Regions from separate parts of the Hordeum vulgare genome. Here region 1 is linked to region 2. A link is a contact called in public Hi-C data. All regions are on one chromosome and are shown on one strand. The core of a region is the stretch at or near the end of the contact, and the rest is flanking DNA. Distances in the headings are between cores, read along the strand shown.

The links. Hi-C and Micro-C count contacts between places; a contact is called where the count stands out from the background.
Region 1: a Hi-C map of seedling shows a contact between it and region 2, with 5 times the contacts expected there. The contact joins the promoter of LOC123402633 here to the promoter of LOC123402449 in region 2. A contact is called at or near these places in 5 of 6 Hi-C or Micro-C datasets (leaf, seedling and an unstated tissue) and 1 of 1 datasets of contacts at active chromatin or transcription factors (embryo).

What each region holds. Positions count from the first base shown.
Region 1 is chr6H:327,214,284-327,217,355 of MorexV3_pseudomolecules_assembly, reverse strand. It overlaps LOC123402633 (serine/threonine-protein kinase STY13-like), which reads right to left and starts at 1,379. Exons shown (of 7, transcript XM_045096567.1): 1 at 1,052-1,379.
Region 2 is chr6H:326,914,731-326,917,623 of MorexV3_pseudomolecules_assembly, reverse strand. LOC123402449 (ribosomal RNA-processing protein 8) reads right to left here and starts at 1,278. Exons shown (of 9, transcript XM_045096374.1): 1 at 957-1,278. The coding sequence starts at 1,172.

The DNA of each region.
Region 1 (3,072 bases), core at 130-2,629, 300 kb before region 2:
GTGCTCGAAATTGGTAGAGAAGCATATCACTAGCATGTTGTACCAGAACCGTGCAGAACATAGATGCATCACATGTATACGACAAATTCTACTTTCAGAAGATATTCACAAGTTGCTCCAAAGAATACATTACCAATTAAGATAAAAGAAGAGGAAATATTTGCAGGTTGGTAGATAAGCATGTCATATACACGTATTGAGCACTTCACTGGATATAGCTAGAAACTAGAAGGATCTGGTGTATTCAATATTTTCCTCTTCACGGAAGTATTCGGAAGCTGGTATACGAACATGTTACTATGTTAGAAACATGTCACTGAAAATACGTATATTCTAGAAGGACCGACTGCATTCGACAATTTGTAAATAAGGTTCACGTACCACAATTATTTCCTTCTTATTTTCACAACAAAAAGAACCAGCTACTACCTTGTTCACATCTAGAGGAGAATATATGCATGCATTAATAAAAGCCTAAATAATGGATATTCCATATGCATTGAAAACCCATGAGTACCAGCATTGACCGCGTGAGTTACTTGAATGCAGTCCAGCACAAAATCACATAAATTTAAACCTATATAAGGCACGTTTTGCCATCTCTACCAACTCTTACTAAGAGAAATCTTCACCACATTACATCATGCTGAGATCACTATCTTGTAACTACTTGTGACCTGCTTAGCACGGCGGGTTGAGCCAGTCGGCACGCAACGATCCGTCCAAACGAGATAGACGCACGCAGAAAGGCGCCAGCTAAGCCTGCGGTTAAACACCATGTTTGCGCGCATTTTAGTCCACGCTTGCCGCGAAGCTTTTCTCTGTCAAAAACAGCGGCCCAACCACCCAGGGAGAGGGAGATGGAACCGCAAATGGCGTCGCAGCCCGACAGACCACCATGGACACTAGTCTAGAGTAAGAACTCAGGAGCAGCGACGGAGCGAGCTTCCGGTGACCACTAATCTAGCGCGAGCACGCGTGCAGGGAACGGAATCGGGCGGGATCAGGCGGATTGATCGGGAATTAGGACATGGCCGGGGACAGAGCTTACCAAAAAGCCCGGATCTCCCTCTTGTAGGAGCGCGAGGAGGCTAGGCCGCCGGGCGTCCGGGGAGCTCGCCTCCGGCGCCTCTGGAGCGCGAGCAGCAGCAGCAGCTCGACGCCCGGCGCCACATCAAGGGGAGGAGAGGCAGCAGCTAGCTAGGAGCCCGACCGCGCGCGGGTGAAGCGGTGGCAGAGGCAGAGCAACGCGGAGAGAGATGGAGATGGGGATGTGAGGGCGTGGCGGTCGGTCGGAGCGAGGCAGCGTGCAGCCCGTGAGAGGGGGAGGAGGGATGGACGGAGGGGTAGAAAGATGGGTGAGATCGAGAGATTTCAGTGTACTGCTAGTATTCATCTGTTTCCGAGCCCCTCTCTTCCTTTCTATCCCTCGTCTTAACAGTATAGTTTGGATCCCAATATTCAGCAAACACCAGATTTTTAGACATGCCAAATCAAATATTTTTCACATAAATTATGTTTATTGTGGGTGATAAGTTTAGTTGACGAGTATGATAAATACGGTTCAATTTATTTTCTTACTACACGTTGTGTTTGTCAACTAAATTTGGCATCCTCGCGTCAACATAAATTGCCACGAAAATAGTTTGATTTGCCATGCATTCATATTTGTAGCCTTTCGGTAAGACTTCATTCATCAAATAATTGAGAGGACATTTACAAACAATGATGAAATAAAGTAATACTAGAGTCCAAAACAAACCAAAAAAATCTGATATTTAAAAGCAGCATAGCTAAAGAATTTGTTGCCTCATTAATTTCCTAGAAACAGTTTTGATAAATAAGTTGACCAAATTTACTTGCTACATGCTCGCATTCCATGATAATAATGACTTCAGATCCAAAATACTGTTCATCTTTTTGCAATGTGTCAAGGCAAACGAGCTACCAACTCTAGTGCCGCTTTGTTGGAGTCAACATTTGAAGTCATTTACAGACCCAATCCGATTAGCTATGATTTTAGTTGAGTCTGCACTAGTCACATGGTGTAAGAACCACATTGTTGCCACAACAAAATTTCCGCATTTACCCTGTGTCACTACTCCAGTAGCACCTATAAGGGTTTCAGCAGAAAAGGAAGTGTCAACATTTATTTTTGTTACTTCATGCGATGGCTTCTTTCACATGTGATCACGCTTATGTTTAGAGGTATTAGAAGATGATGCTTTCACAAAAGTTATGATTAGAACCTTCCAATCTCTCAAAATACTACAATGTTTCTCCCTGTACGAGTAGTTTTTGTTGCCACCATATAAACTAAGTTGCAACCAATGCTAGCTCCGGTGAAGGAATATCTTCATGTGTAGCATGTAATTTAAACAAGATCTCCAAGGTTTACTAAACCAGAGCGGTCCTTAGCATTGCTTTATGTACTTCCTCTTAGAGTCCCAATTCTTTCCAGATTTCCTTAGCTCAATCACATGAGAACAAACAATGTTGTATGTCCTCCAATCCTGTAGCACATAAGAGACATTTAGTAGTGGTTTGAATGTGACCTCTAGCTAGAACACCATGACAAAGTAGAACTTCATGCAACACCTTCCAAATGAAGATTTTAACTTCCCCCGGGATATGAAGGCCTCATATCTCTTTCCAAATCTAATTTAAGTTTAAACTGCCTTGGGCATCTATTTTGTTCATTCTTTGTCCATATTGGTGCTCTCGCTCTCTATGATATGCCAATTATACGAAAACTGTACTCGGACGTGCATAATTCCAAGCAACAAAATCAACAATAGCTTCAACATTGAAAGGAATTTGGAGAATTTGTTGAACACACACACGGGAGAAAACATCCCAGATGAGTAACTCATACCACTCTCGAGAGTTTGGGTCAATCAATTCTCCTACCTTTTATAGCATAATACCTCCTCTTGGAGTGATAACTTTGCGAGATACGCTAAATGGAATCCACGGATTTTGGCATATGTTAATATGAGAGCAAGTATTAACCCGCGAGATACACCCCTTGTTAAAAGTCTGAATGCTAGAAACACTACTTTGCCAACTATA
Region 2 (2,893 bases), core at 29-2,528:
TCAACCATCCGATGGACTTAATCAACAGTTCACATTGCTTCTTGATCTTGTGATTGAAAAGTTTAAAACTGATACACTATATAGTAGTATTAGATATAGTTTTTGCATATGCAATTAATTTTATGTAGACTTTTATTCTACTTTTCTAAAAAAGCGCACTAGATATAGACAATGCTGTCAGTCGTCTACATCTTTCGACAGTGACCAAGCATGTCAATGGGGAGGCGGAAGTCGTGCACAAGGAGCGGGCAAACATGTTGGTCTCCTCATGCGGGTTTGTAAAAGATTCTAGAGATGCAACATGGCATGATCCAACCGAACTGAGAAGTAGATCCAACGGCCAAGGATGATGGGATTCACCACTCTTCATCATTGGATAAGAGTAAATCAACGGCTAATATTTGAAGTTATTAGCACACTATATATCAAGGATTCGTAGAAGATTCTAGAGATGCAACATGGCACGATCCAACCAAATTGAGAAATAAATCCAGCGGCCAAGGGCAATGGGATTTTCCACTTCTCCACTGGATAAAAGTAAATCAGCGGAGAATATTTGAAGTTGTCGGTATACTACATAGTGGTATAGATATTACTCCCTCCATAAAGAAATATAAGGTCGTTTAGATCACTAAAGAGTAGTTTTTTGCAAAGTGGCACATATGATCATAATTCCCGCAAAAAAAATTTATCACAATCGTGTACAGTTGTTTTAATGAAATGAATAATCGTGCATTCTAGTATGTTATACTAGTATTTTGTTCTTCAGGGATTATAATGATATGAATAAGTACTCAAAAGTCAAATATCACAAGCGGTGTGTACCTACAGACGTAGCAAATCATCTTTATCATCCCACGAACACACCACTTTGCAAAAGGAAACGAACACCAAGCTACCAACACTCCTCATTCTAGTATTCTACACATGCAGCTCTAGGACTAGGAAGGAATTACCTTTTCGAGTAGGCTCGTAGGCTTGCGCCCCTTGGATATTGCGGCGGCCTCGCCGGCCTTGCGACGCCGCTTCTCCAGGGGGGAGGCCCCATCCGCTGGAGGGTCAGGCAGAGGTGCCTGTTGTGAGTAAGAAGAAGAATCCTTCTGGCGTTTCCCGACTCCTCCTCTACGCCGCCTCTTGCGGCCGCCGGCGGTCGATTCTTGCTGAGATTTCATCTAGGAGGGGAGGCCGGCGGCCGGAGTCGCAGCGGCGGCGTGACCTTTTCGGGGTTTGGGGGGAATTCGTGCGGCTGTCTTGTTGCGACCCAGTTGCACGGAAGCGGGCCAGCGATATGTCTGTCGTCGGCCTCTTTACACAGGTGAGAGTAGATAGCACGGCCCAAAGTGCATGATATCGGCCCATGTCCTTGTACGGAGGCATTAAAAAAACTTACCCACGCAGCTAGAGCAACTAGGTTAGCAAGCACTTCTTCGGAAGCCTTTTAGCGAATACTCCCGGGCCGTCACTTGGCGCGTTCTTAGCCGCCGTCACATGTCGTGCTCCGAACGTTTCCTTTGTATTTTGCATTTTTTAGTTTTTCGCACGTGTTTTCGGCCTTTAAGAGTGGGTTTTTTCGGATTTTTTTTGGTGTTTCGGTTTTTCACCGGTCTTTCGTAACTTTTGGACGAAACGTTTCTTTTTTGCGAGAGGCACGGTTTTGCTTCAGCGAGAGGCATGGTTTTGCCTTCGCGAGAGGCATGGTTGTGCCTCTCGAAAAGGAAAAAAATGTGTTTTTGTTTTTTTACGAGAGGCACGGTTTTGCTTTTGCGAAACGCACGGTTTTGCTTTTGCGAAACGCACGGTTTTTGTCTTCGCGAGAGGCACGCCCGTGCCTCTCGGAAGGGGAAAACGGATTTTTTATTTTTTTACGAGAGGCAAGGTTTTGCTTCCATGAAAGGCACGAATTTGCCTTCGCGAGAGGCACGTCCGTGCCTATCCCGAAAGGAAAAAACGCGTTTTCTGTTTGTTTTTTTTTGTGAGAGGCACGATTTTGCTTCGCGAAAGGCACGCTCGTGCCTCTCCTGAAAGGGAAAAAACACGTTTTCTGCTCTCTTTTTTTCGTAAGAGGCACGGTTTTGCTTCCGCGAGAGGCACGTCTTGCCTTCACGAGAGGCACGATCAGTGCCTCTCACAAAGGGGAAAACGCGTTTTTTGGTTTTTTTTTCTATCGCGTGAGGCATGGTTGTTTCTTTCGGGTTTTTCGTTAAAAAAAGTTTGTTAAAATCTATCAACATGGGATCTAGTTTTGAAGATCTCGACGCGAGGAAGCCAACGGTGAAAAAAAATCGAGATTTGGACGCACGGTTTATAAGATAAAACGTTTCGGAAATACGGATCTACAAAAAAACGGAAAACTCTAAGGTTGCGTGTAACACCCCGAGACCGACGCCCTAGAAGATTCCCCTTTTATTCCGTTGTCGCCGTGTTGCTAGATTGTCTGTCGCGTTCATCATTGCATCATGCGCGTCATCTGCATTGCATCGGCACTTCGTTGCCGCCAGTTTTCAAAACTTGCATCCGTTATTAGTTGTCAGTTCTCTCATGTTCGTCGTTGGCCGTTTTGAGCCCGACCACACACCTACGCGTCCGCGACATCGATAAAATCTTGTTTTTAAAAGTGCTTATACAATATTCTCGGATTGGGTTGAAACTTGGTGTGCGGTCTTATTTTTATGTAGACACACCGCCTGCCAAATTTCATCGCAATCACAGTCCGTTTGATACCCGAACGTTCAACTGTAGCGGGACCATCATCGGTTTATCATCGGACGCTTTTCCAGTGTTTTTAAATTCTCGTTGCCGGGCCGCAAAACCCCTCTCTTCTCTCAGCCCATCAGAGTTACACGGCCCACCTAGCCCATTAACACCATCCCCACATTCGGAACCGTCCGATCGA